2 separate regions of the Anser cygnoides genome follow, and region 2 is linked to region 1. The links are chromatin contacts, called in public Hi-C maps. All regions are on one chromosome and are shown on one strand. Each heading gives the region's core, a stretch centred on a gene start, on an enhancer-like site or on the middle of the called end of the contact. The rest is flanking DNA. Distances are from core to core; before and after follow the strand shown.

What was found. A called contact is a pair of places that touch in the nucleus more often than the background predicts.
Region 2: a Hi-C map of granulosa cells shows a contact between it and region 1, with 4 times the contacts expected there. The contact joins the promoter of SNAI2 here to the enhancer-like site in region 1. A contact is called at or near these places in 2 of 7 Hi-C or Micro-C datasets (granulosa cells and liver).

The regions. Positions count from the first base shown.
Region 1 is chr2:119,499,311-119,506,062 of Taihu_goose_T2T_genome, reverse strand. LOC106038398 (chloride channel protein C-like) reads right to left here. Exons shown (of 17, transcript XM_066992985.1): 12 at 5,648-5,819. Among named protein-coding and RNA genes, the nearest start is that of UBE2V2, 67 kb to the right of the region's middle. Within about 2 kb of position 3,597, at least 1 of the 3 cell types and tissues checked has open chromatin away from gene starts, as enhancers often do.
Region 2 is chr2:119,836,704-119,843,455 of Taihu_goose_T2T_genome, reverse strand. SNAI2 (snail family transcriptional repressor 2) reads left to right here and starts at 4,043. Exons shown (of 3, transcript XM_013184984.3): 1 at 4,043-4,350; 2 at 4,913-5,458; 3 at 6,397-6,752. The coding sequence starts at 4,272. The coding sequence ends at 6,578.

The sequences.
Region 1 (6,752 bases), core at 2,348-4,847:
ATTTTTCACTTGAACAAGAAATTGATGTATTTCAAATCAGTCTGTTCTTCTGCTTGCTGTTACAGCAAAAGCACCCTCGGTGTTCAGAAAAGTTTTCTCCTCGCACCTTATTGAATGACAATCCTTATCAATGAAAAGATGGCAGTTTGATGGCACTCTGAGTTTGGAAGGGAACCCCCTTTTCTTCAACTAGATGCTACACTACATTCTATGTGCTGAAATAAAGACTGGTTTGTTTTAAGACCAGAAGGTTTATTAAGTCCTTTAATCTGTCATCTTGCAAAATATCATGCATTTCCTGTAGTTATTTGTGTTCTATTTATCCTGCTGTTCAGGACCTGCCCTGAAGAGCTGTCACAGACTGAAATCTAAAACCCTCCATTTCCTGAAGTCCGCTCCACAGCATGACAGTGCCATAGCCCCTGAGCCCCTTGCTTGGGGGTTAGCTTCTCCTCCACTCAGGAAGAACACAGGGCTCCTGTAAGCAAGCCCAGCTTTGAAACAGCATTCATTTTGTGCATTTAATAATTTACCAAAAAAAAAAAAAAAAAATGATATGAACTAGGGGAAACACATTACATTACAATAATAAGTACATTATAGAAAAGCATGTGCTCTGTAGTTGGGACTTAAGGGTGACTTGAAGTCAGCTTGTTCAAAGTGTATTCCTACTGTCCCCTTTTCTTACTAGAGCAAGATGCTAAAAAGCCTACAAGCAAGTGAACGGGTCTCACATAAGGCACAGTTTGCACTGAAGACACTTTGCACTTCTGCAGAAGCACTTCCTTGAGTAACATGCAACTCCCTTTGCAGGCTCTCCTTGTTGCCAGCACAACAGTCCTGGGGCACTCGCAAAAGAGAGGGTGAAAAAGAGCACCCAAATGAGAGCACTGTTTCACTGCTGCACATCCTGTGAGCTCACTCTGATCTCTGCTCCCAGCTCAAGGAGCAGAAGGGAAGAGGGGAATACAGGAGGCCCAGGTGGTGGGAATGGGCCCCATCCAAACAGAAGCAGAGGCTGCTAAAGGCAAAGAGGCACTAGCATTTTGCAAGAGGAGGAGCATGGGGCAGTGCCAGCGGAGCAGCCGGAGCTGTAGGATCACAGAACGGTTTGGTTTGGAAGGGACTTAGAGATCCCCTAGTTCCAAACCCCCTGCCATGGGAGCAACTGAGCCCCAGACACAGCCACTAGCAATCCAATCCATGGCTCTCCTGCACCGTAGAGGAGGAAGCTGTGGTGGAAAATAGCACAGTCCAACTGCTCTCAGCATGTCAAAAGGTACAGCTATATTGAATTTTTCTTTCATCCCATTAGATGAGAAGAAATCCTAGAATGTACACATATTAACATTTACATTTAATCCAAGTGTAATATATACCACAATTTTCTTGCCCAGCTAATGTAGAAGTTACTCACCTTCACCTGTAAAATAGAGCTCTCACATATTTAGCTGAGACCTCACTTAGGAGAAAATTTAAACTGATGACAATTTCTGGCCACTGATTGTCTCTCTTTAGCAACAACGTATACAAGCCAAGCTTGTATCCTTTAACCACTGGGCAACACAGCTGTCCTGTGAAAACCCGGACACCAGGCAGATTTTACATGTGTTTTAAACGTCTTATGCTTACTTTTCTAACATCTTATATCACCATTCTGCTCATCCTGTAACTTTCCTCTAATTAGTTAGATCACATGGTTGCCTGTGTTACAGCTTACATCACACCTGTAAAACAAGGTGTGCCTCTCATATCTACAATAAGTGCCCATGGCTGACACTCTAAATTTCTTGTGAAAGGACTTAAGCTTCTTGAGAGTCACTCTCTCAGAGGAAGTGAGAAGCCTAGCCACAGAATTTGCAGCAATACATCCTGCCTACAATTTGAGGTAAGCACATTTTGTCTGAATTAGAAGTACTGAAGAAATTCAGAGAGAGCGAAGAGGTTAGGGCTTAATTGCTGCTACTTGCTGATACTGCTATTGCATTGCACTTATCTAAGATGACCTGTATCCCTGCTGTGAAGCATGTCAGAAGTATAAGTTACAAATGAGGCATCCAAATTATCCAAAAAAATAAATGTTCATTTTAATTTATTGATGAAAAACACATAAAAAATATGAAATTTCCAAACTATAGGACATACAGTAATGTAGTTTAATATGTACCATGCTCTGCCACTGTGCCTGTCCTGATGTAGGCATCAGAGAGCAGAAAGCACAAACCACTTTCATCCCTGATCCTTCCATACTGCCTTATGAATGAGCTGACTTTGCATACAGCTTGTTATTTCTGCCATTAACTTTTCATAATTCTCTGACCCACCATCAGATGGTCATTTTATTTCAGTAGCAAGATCCTGCTCATTAGCACCAGCCACTTGTTCATAGCAGCCACACCTGCCATTAGCTAGAGAAGGAAGGACCTTAGGCAATTTAATCCCCTATGTAGATTTTCCTCTGGCTTGTACAATGACATGGCATTTCCCCGTCCAAATCCTAAGGAACATGCTGTTTTCTCCTTTATTCTACATCTGTTGAAAGACTGATATTTCAGTGTTTCACACTCAGAGGAGGTTTTTGAGTCTTAACCTTTTCACAATTTATCACATTCCCCATATCCATCAGTAAAGATCTTGAGAAATAAATCAGGCCAATAAACTGATATATTGCTTTAATTCTGTTTGAACAGAGCTGGCAGGAAAATGGAGAGAATCAAGGCTACTTTTCTTCACGTGTGAACAAAAAGGAAGACAACTCATAGGTCAAAGGATCCAAATCGGTATAAATCAAGCCTCTTTCTGAGGCTGGCTGCTGAACAGCTTGTCCATAGGAGCATCACCAGTACTGGATAAGAACACTAATTCTAGGCTAGCCCAGTACCGTCCTTTCTCTTCAAGCCAGTGTTTTGTCTTTTCAAGGCAGCATGATTGAGAGGTAAAAATACAAAAGGGATGATAGAAATACAGAATGTCCTAGACACAAACCACACCTTGTAGGAAGATGCTATTCCTCTTCCTACACCTAGAGCCACGAAGATCAAGGACACACAACACAAAGACACGAGAGACAGAAGGCTGCGGGAAGGCACATCATAAGGCTGGACCGCGTGCTCGCCAAGGAAAATGTCACCACATCTACTGTTTGCCACAAAGAGCTGAGGAGGATGAGGGTCAAGTGTCAGCATGGGGGGTAGAAAAACGCAGCCAAGAAAGAAGAGGTGGGCAGATGCCTGTGGGGTCTGCCATGAGAAAAAAAAAAAAAAAAAAAAAGGAAGCATTTTACAAACCTGTTCACTGCAAGTCCCACACTCATAACTGTTTCCAAATGGAAGGCCGTGTGAAAAGCCAAAGCAAACATTCTCAATTCTTTTTGAACCCATCAGACAATATAGGAAAAATATGTGCATTTTATGGTTTGAGGGCACAACCTTTTAATTATGTTTTTGCATTGTCATGTCCAAGACCTTTTTTCTCCTCAAAAATTAATATTTCCTCAAGCAATGCAGCTATTTATCTTGGATGAACATGAATTGAAACACAATCTCCCTGTGCAGAGAGAGGCACAGAAGAGTTATAACATGACACCTAGGGGAATTCAGAACACATTGCAATGCAATCCTAATCATTTTTCTAGTGCCTTTTCAACTGATTTTTGTACAGTTCTCTTAACAGTTTCCAGCTATTGTTTTGCACGTGCTGTACATGCATGCTCAGGGAACTTGGACAAAAAAAAAAAAAAAGTGCAGGTAATTGGGAAGGCAAAGAAAAATTGAAGCAAATAAAATGTAGGGGTTTTTTCCTCTCTACTAGAGCTGAATTAAATGTGGTTCTGTCATCCAAGACCAGCAAGTGTTCTGGCACACATTCACCTCTCAGTTCCCTGCAACAGCCTCATGGACACAAAGCTAAGGAAGATGTCAATCAGCTGCTTTTGCCCCTGAGGACCTATATCTGCAGCAAGACCCTAACTTAATGTTTTATAAACAGTACTTCAATGAAGATTTATTGAGTTATTGCAAGAAACTTCAGGCTAAAAATTCTTCTACTTCAGAAGAGACATTACAGTTAGTGGCAATTGGAGCTCTCAGAAACTTACACCTATTGTTCAGGCATCAGCTTTCCCCACTTTGAGTCTTACAGATCTCATAGCTGGCCAACAAATCATACAGATCTTCCAAAAGATGTCTAATAGCAATAGCATAAGCAAAAATAACAGAGTACATTTGTTCTTAAAGGCTAAGCAAGCACTAAAGTATCACAAGGACACTGAAGGAGGAGTGTTTCCGTAATCATTCTAATTATTCTTTCACAAGAGACAAGCTTGTATGCACTTACACCACTTCCAAGTTAAAATATCACAAAAATGCTTCCTACACAATTTACACAGCCTATCACTAAAATGAACCCAGCTCTGAGTTAGTGCCGATAAGCAGCTGCTTTATCAAATGCTGCGCAACAGTGTACTAGGAGAGAAAATCCCCGCTTGGTCACTTTGGGTGAATTCCGACATCTGCAAAGATTTTAATGAGATCTTTTTGGGCAGAGGCAGCCAGGACTTGGTTTAGTCATAGGTGAAATTTCCACGTTGTGAAAGCTTGCCCTTGTGACCTCAAAATAACTTCTGTGTTGATTGAGCTGAATTTCAGCTGCACCTTACAACTCACCATCGCCAGGTGTTGCAATCAGGGAGGCTCAAAGAACCTCCTCTCTAATTAAAAGGCTGTTCTTTGCACCTTCTTTAGCTTTCAACTTTCAGAGGTTTGCTTTGAAAGTATTGCAGTGTAGACTCAAAGTATTCTGCTATAAAAGGAGGAGGGAAGGCAATTTGAATGTGGAGGGTGTTGCAAGGGAATCTCAAAAATCTGAAGTCTATAAGGCATAAATTTATCAGAGCGACCTGGGAATCTTCCCTTTGCATCACTTGTCTATACTACTGCAAATCCTTCTCTCACTTTGTCCAGAAGTCTATATTCAGCCCCAAAATAAAAAGGCGCACTGCACAAGACCCTCAGCCCCTCACAGAAGTCAATTCACAAGCCAGGCAGTGTGGCCTACTATTTTTTTTGTAATCTGGAAGAAACAGAGATGGTATATTCCGCTTCCTTGATTGTAAACTGCTGAAGCTACTATCATTTCTGTAACCAAAAGATGTTTGAAAAATAAGAAAACAGAGGGGAGGGGGGAGGGGAAGGGGGAAGGGAAGGGAAGGGAAGGGAAGGGAAGGGAAGGGAAGGGAAGGGAAGGGAAGGGAAGGGAAGGGAAGGGAAGGGAAGGGAAGGGAAGGGAAGGGAAGGGAAGGGAAGGGAAGGGAAGGGGGAAGGGAAGGGAAGGGAAGGGAAGGGAAGGGAAGGGAAGGGAAGGGAAGGGAAGGGAAGGGAAGGGAAGGGAAGGGAAGGGAAGGGAAGGGAAGGGAAGGGAAGGGAAGGGAGGGGAAGGGAAGGGAAGGGAAGGGAAGGGAAGGGAAGGGAAGGGAAGGGAAGGGAAGGGAAGGGAAACCTCTCCAGGCAAGCTAGAAATAACTAGGCCAAGAATTTATTTCTCTGTGGTCCAATGTGTGTGGGACACTATCTATGGTACATTTAGCTGCAGCAGCAAAAGCTCAGCACAACTTCGGCCACACAAACACCTGAAAACTTAACATACTTACCATTATAACAGTGAGTGAGATAGTTAGTCTTGACACTCCACTGAAAAAGGAGGCAGCTCCAATGGCAGCAAACAGACCTGGATCAATCCATGCTCCGTATTCATTAGTTTGAACACCAAAAATGGAAACAAGAATCAAACCAATTATTCTGCCATACAAAGCTCCTGTGTACCTGTATGTAAGAAGAAAAAAGAGCACTCTTTTTGCCAGTGATCCTGTTTTCTAGAAGTTCTTCTAGTAACTTGCTAGTCCCAGATTTAATCACAAACTTCTGTAACAACTCCTTTCCCCAAAAAAGCTCTAGCTTCCTTCCTTATTATGAATGATTACTTAGTTCCTATCACTAGCATGAAACTGCCAAATTTGCTATAATTTGAAGAAAAAGAACTATCAGCATGTGTTGCTTAATGTTGTTCAAAGGCAAATGAGAATAAACCTTACAGGAATACAGTCAAAAATACGGATTACAGATGTACGCACAAAACAAACAAACAGAAGAAACACTTCTAGAGCTCCAGCTTTATATAATTTCTTAAAACTAAGTCTACCTGCGCCCCATAAACCTGGCAAGTAAAATGTTACAACCACATAACAAATGGGGAAATGGAGTAATAGATATTATATTAATGACCTGCCCAAAGCTAAGCAGGAATGAAGCTGTGAAGAGAACCCAGGAGTCCTCAAACTAGCCATGTGCTACATTGAAGAACAAAACCAAAATTTAGCACAGCTGAACATGTAATTGCTGGGGTGAGACACAGCATTTAATTCCATATGCAATTAAATATACATTTCCAAGTGTCAGCCCATGAACTGGATTTGTACAGACATTCACCTTCCAGGAATGGTGAATTATTATTATATATAATATAGGCACATATGTGATATATATTATCTGACTTGGGGAGCATCATCTTGCACTATTACTCTCTCTTCTTTTTTTCTCTCCCATTTATTCATACAGTTGATTCGTTCTATTGATAGGTGCAGTTCTAAAATGGTTACAAAAATTAGCTTAAGGAGCTGGCTGAAAGTCTTGACTATCAGTATCTACACAGCCAAATATGCCACGCTTCAACAATCCCTACATATCAAAAAGTGGTTT
Region 2 (6,752 bases), core at 2,794-5,293, 340 kb before region 1:
TGAACTTGATAACTCTGACTTAAGGCTACTGATTTTAGAAAAAAAAAAAAAAAAAAAGTGTGTTAATTGGTGTGAAACCTTCAAAATGTGAAGAATTTTAACTTATTCAAAAAATTTTCCAAAATGCAGAGATTTCTTCTGACCCACTGAACAGTAAGCATACAAGACTGGTGTTCCACATAATTTCATACCAGTCCCTCTAAAGTTGGTGCCATTTCTGATCATAGTTCTGGTCAGAATTTGTAAGGTTGAAGTAAAAGATGAAGAAAAAATTTTCCTAAAAACGTGTTTCAGAAAAAATTTACTAAGGTAAATGTGTCAAGGCAATGGGAAGGAATACCATTCCCTAATTGTTTCTCTCTACTCTGTTAATTTCAGGCTTACCCCTCTCAGCCATTCAACATAATTACAAATGAGGTACTCCTCACCTTTTGGGTCTACTAAACCTTTACTGCCTCCAAGTTACACCTCTGCTTTACTTTCCCAGGATATACCAGCTGGCACTAAGGGAGAAATATGAAAGCACAGAATAAGACTGAAGAATAGCTGATATATTCCACATACTATTGGCTATTGAAAACTGATCCCCTTTTCATTCTTCTTCCTCCATAATAATCATTTCATCCTTTCCTCTGAATTGTAGGAAGCTTATAAATTGAAAGAGCTACACCATACGTGTGAGTTACTTCTGCTTGTGCCCCACCTGGGATGAAGCCGTCACCTGCATCAGTAACCCTCCATAGCTATTTTTGGTATGCTCCACTGGGCTCAGTGCCTCCTGGGGGTTCCTCTGAACCTCGCTGCACTGCCTTCCATGGGCTCCATGGCAGGCCCAGGCAAAACATGCTCAACACTGCTGTGTCTGCTTCCAGACAAATGTAGTTTACTCTAGGAACAGTGTTCCAGCATAACTCATTTAACATTCTAAAACTACTTTTCATGATTCTGCTGTGACTTATCCCGATATTTACTATTTTCTGATCCACGATCTTGTTATTATTTGATGCTTGGTAAGGACATAAACTTTTTAATGAGAAAAACTGAGCTGGTAATGGCTTAGCTTGGGTCCTTCTTCCCTCTTTGATAACAAACACAGTTCTGGCACCCTTCCATTTCCAGAAAGCTGTGTAACAAAAGTTGCTGTCCCTCTCAGAAAGCCTGACAGGAAAGGGATTTAGTGGAGCTGTCAGAAACTGAGGCTCACAGTTTTTTATTTAAACACATAAACAAGTGTCCTGGTCTTCAAAAAAAAATAAAATCTGCTAGATGGTTGAATGTTTGGGCCTAGCCATGCTGTCAGAGCAAAGCACATACCAAGCTTTCAGGCAGCGGATGTGCTCAGGTCACTTCCCACCCGCTTCACAGAGCAGCAATTAGCAGTACAGTGGCATTAGCAAGACAGCTTTACACCAGCTTTCAAAGTGACAACCTAAAGAAGCCCAGAAAGACCAACTAATTGTAAAATGCACAGGGGAAGCACTCGGCCCGACTTTTTGTAGGTGGACGCAAGGCTTTGCCCGCAGGCGGCAGGAGCTGTCGGGGAGCATCTGCTGCCCTCCACCAGCCCCACACCTCCCTGCCTCCCCGGCTAAGGGGTACCCTCCCACCCACCCTCTGTGCTCGACCTTTGTGTTTCCTTTCTTGCTCAGGGATGGATGCTGCACGTCGGCGAGTGCCCTCTCATCCACATTTGCTGTAAACACCCAGAACACCTGTTTACTCTGACTCACCCACCCCTCATGCAGACTCTCCCTTTTTTTGACAGCAGACCTCACTCAGGTAGTATGTACTGCTAATATCCTTTCAGAACCGTGTAATAACATGCCTTCTATCCAATTCCTAACATCCTTCAATCAGCTCAGCCAGTGGGCTAACTGCTTACGCTTCTGTGATTTATATAAGTGCAATTAATTTAAACTGCATCACTACAGTGTTATGCTGGTGAAAATGCCCCGAGAGGGAGTACCTCACTGGTGAATCAGACCCTTTACTTTTAACAAATATACAAAGGAACAGATCTCGAGCCAGTGAAAATCTGCATGGCTCCATTCATTTCAACACACAAACTTAAACCAGCTCAAGGTCTGAATCACAGCTCATGTAACAGACTATTTAGATACAGACTAATGCCTCACATCCTGAAATACAATGCTTTCCCAGAGCTGGCGGGCGACGGGGACTTCTCAGATGGAAGAGCTGAGAGGGGACCGGTGCCACAAACGCCCCTTTCAAAAACGTGTTGTAGATTTCTTCATTCCTGTGGAGAGGAGGAAAGCAACAGCTTGTGTTTTGGCCAGCATTGCTTTCTGTGCTGTGAAGAGCTGCATTTCTTCCTCCACCCCAGCTATAAAGCAGGTAACTTGGAAGTCCCTTTCATTGCCACTTTCCCTTTCCTTCCCTAGTCTGGGTGTGTTCCCCGCAGCTTGGAAATCCATGTGACACCTTTCACTGACACACACCAGAGCTAGACAGTGAACAGCTGAATCTTTTTAATCAGTTCTTGAAAATGGCTAACTTTCCCTGCACTTGTTTTGGCATCCCAAAGATTAAGAAGTCATGCAGCTTGACAAAGCACTTTGCTCTTACGTGTCTTAACAGAACCGGATAGATTTTTTTTTTCACATCTCTATTCCAACACCTGCTGCAAAAATAAAAAAAGGGGGCTGGGGTGGTCTCTGTGCAACACCCCTCCCAACAGGACAGAGCCCTAGCGGCACACCAGCACGGCATACCAATATGTGCCCAGGCAGGTGTAGTTAAGACGCAAAGGGGGGGAGAGGGGTGGGGAGGACAGAGCAGGACTCAGTCAGAGTGTGGTCTGTGTTAGAAATCCACCAGTGTTCAGCCATCCACATTTTCAAAATGCAAATGTTTTAAAATTAAAAAAACATATCTGTGACTAAATGGCTTCTCAAAACCAATCTAGATAACCAGAAAATTCTGTGGCACATTTGAGAGACTTTAATCCTAAATGAAATACATAACTCAGATTATACCTTCATAGGAAATCAAGAGGTCCTAAATATACTAATGGAGAAGTACATTTAAGAGACATTTAAATTACCCAGTCTATAATTTTGGGGGTTTTGCTTATCTGTGCATCTTTTAACTGCTTTGGATAATTAGGAAAATTTCCTTGGCAATGCTCTAAGAGGATAGGCAAAAGAGTGACATAACTACTCCCAAGGAAGGAAAGGTCGAGGTTTTGCATTCTGTAGATTTTTAAAATAAAAAATGAAAGTGTCCTTCACATGAACAGTCTGAAGCAATATGCATATGTGTAACATGTAAAACCTATCACCCAGATCTGAAATGTGTTGCCTTTTCATGGGCTGCTCCCTCTGCTTTGACTCATTTGAAGCATCTTACTGGCCCTTCTGCCTGGAAGGGCCAGGTTAGGGAGGCATGCTGCTAGTCTCCAGCATTTCCTGAACGCAACTTTTCAAAGGCAGCTCCCAAACAGAGCAGGCACACAGTCTGTTCAAAACCTTCCATTAGCTCTGCCGGCTAGCTTGTTATCTTGTAATGTCCCCCCCCTTCTGCCCTTAATGAACAGTTTGTTCCATTGTAATTCTTACATCAAGCATCTGGAAACCAGACAGATAAATTTTTACACACCAGATAGATTTTAAAAAAAAAAAAAAAAGGAAAAGGAAAAAGAAAAGGAAAAGGAAAAAGAAAGAAAAGGAAAAGGAAAAAGAAAAAGAAAAGACTTTCGGTACACATGACTTATCCAGGAAGAAAAAAAGGATTCAACTGAATCAGTAAACTGACCTTGTTAAAAAATAAAATAAAATTTAAAAAAGCACTTTGACCGACACGTTTTTCTAGTCAGAAATTCTGAAGAGCAACGTACACTTTGCAGAAGGATAATGTGCTCTGACAACAGACTGCTCCTCTGTTCACAGCTGTCTCCAGCGGGAGGAGCTGAAACCTGAAGCAAACCCTCCAAGCAGGGATTGGATCCGTCCTGCGAGCAGCCCTCCCAGAAAAACAGGCTGTTTGGAAAAGTGCTTGAGAACATCCAGAAGTGATTGGAGGAGCAGAAAACCCTTCCCCCCTGCACCTGACTTGTGGGTATTTACAGCACTTTTCAAGGCGCCTCTGCACTGCCACTACACAAGCAGAGTGCATGGACGGCGCGGGGCAGACAATGCGATAGGGACCGATGTACCAGCAGTGATAGTGTGCGTGCGTGCTGCACACCAGCCAGGCACCGTTACACGAACCTGAAAGGAGGCTCTGGAAGAAGGAGAAACCCTGCATTCAAAATGCCACGCTCCTTCCTGGTCAAGAAGCATTTCAATTCATCCAAGAAGCCAAATTACAGCGAACTGGACACTCATACAGGTAACAAAATGAGATCGACGGCTGCCGCGTTGCTTCTGAGGTTGTGTTTATGGCGTGGTGGTAAAGAGGAGGGGTGGGATTGCTTTTACAGGCTTTGGAGAATGGGTTAGTTCACTGCTAGCTCTTTTATCTTTTGCTTACAATGAGGGAGTTCTGAGAAATATGTCAGTGCTGCTCAGAATGAATCACGAAGTTTGCTCATCCACTTGAACTCAGTTATTAAAAGTGGATTTGGAGTTTTCCTGTTCTACATCTGTTGGAAATGGAATTGAAACTTTTGTGCAGATCCTTCAGGAAGTTTCACTGCTTCAGTGTATCAGGCTGCATAGGTTTAGAAAGAGCATGCTGCTTTGAAGAGACTCTCAAACTATAATTCAAACTATAATGCTGTCTCTACACATCAGTATGTATGTATCAAATAGTATTTCCTTAGTCCTCCCTATATTCAGATGACCATACTGAGTGTTTGATTTATGCACTTTTTAATCCTACAAATGTTAATTTTGTTGCCTTCTGAAATACTTTTCAGTTCTCTTACCTTAAAATTTTCTTCTTTCTCCAGTGATTATATCCCCATACCTGTATGAAAGCTATCCAGTCCCTATCATACCACAGCCAGAGATCCTGAGCTCTGTAGCTTACAACCCCATTACTGTGTGGACTACAACCGGGCTGCTACCATCTCCACTACCCAATGACCTCTCTCCACTTTCTGGATACCCCTCATCTTTGGGAAGAGTCAGCCCACCTCCACCTTCTGACACCTCCTCCAAAGATCACAGTGGTTCGGAAAGTCCCATTAGCGATGAAGAAGAGAGAATCCAGTCAAAGCTTTCAGACCCCCATGCAATCGAAGCCGAAAAGTTTCAGTGCAGTTTATGCAACAAGACCTATTCAACTTTCTCTGGGTTGGCCAAACATAAGCAGCTGCATTGTGATGCCCAGTCTAGGAAATCGTTCAGCTGCAAGTACTGTGACAAGGAGTATGTCAGCCTGGGAGCGCTTAAGATGCACATCAGGACCCACACACTACCTTGTGTCTGCAAGATCTGCGGCAAGGCTTTCTCCAGACCATGGCTACTTCAAGGACACATCAGAACCCACACTGGTAAGAACAACCATTACAACTGCAGGCTGTTGTTGCTATCTCATCAGAATGCCTTTCTGATTTTTTTTCCTTAAAGGTAGAAAAAACAGCAGTGTTGCTTGTCTGACCTTGAAATGCATATGTGCAATTTCAAATATATCATTAAATGGGCACATTCTTCCTTTTGGGGGCCTGGGTGAGAGGGAAGTGTAGCATGGCCTCACAACTGTGTGGCATATTCTGGCATAGATCAGCATCGCTCCTCTGATAATCCCAGGATGATTTAGCTTGTTTCCACTAGCTGAAAGTTTTGCTTTAAGGATTTTACGTTAACTTTCAGGCTTTGGAAAATGCTAACTTTAAGAAGGCTTCAGCTAACTCTGAAGTAACAAAACAGAAAGGCAATGCATGAGAGTTTAATCATTGACTCCTTAAGCAAACGGCAAGTTTTGCATGCGCTATCTCAAGTCCTTAAAAATTAGAAACACATCATCACCAAAGCATTTTTTTGTGTTGAGGCAAAAACATGATCTTCAGTATAACACTGGGTACAATGTAATGTCTGTACAGCTGTTTGCTGCTTTTCAGTCAAAGTCTTGTTCCAAGTTATTCACACAGAGCTAAGTAGAAAAGACTCCATGAAAATATTTGAAAATGCTGGGAGGAGCCCAACCTAGAAATACTGCCTGCACCTGCAGATGCAGAAGGTGTCAGCAGCTTGCCTGTGGAGACTGCGCTTAGCAGCGTATTCTGAAAGCCTGAGTTCTGCAAGTACAGTCAGCAGTGCTGAAAGCTGTTGTATCTGTGGCCTGACTAACTTTTTATTACACACGTTTTTTATGATAACAAATCATTTCTGTCTGCTTGTTTCTTAGGATAAAAGTGAGTTATACCTGTCCTAAACATGTACTTCTTTTTTAAAGCTTTATTTGTATTTTTACTTAATGTTTCCTTTTTAGGAGAGAAGCCGTTTTCCTGTCCTCACTGCAACAGGGCTTTTGCAGACAGATCCAATCTGAGGGCTCATCTGCAGACCCACTCGGATGTGAAGAAATACCAGTGCAAAAATTGCTCCAAAACTTTCTCCAGAATGTCTCTTCTGCACAAACACGAGGAATCTGGCTGCTGTGTAGCACACTGAGTCATGCAGTCAATGTTTACCTGGACTCAATGCATTTCTCCACTCCTGTTCCAAATGATAAGTGGAAATCCAAAGGCATTTTCTCTTCTACTTTTCAGCCAAAAAATAATAAAAAAATAAAATCACCAAAAAAATAACACTCACAAAAAAAAAAAAGCAAGCAAAGAAACAAAA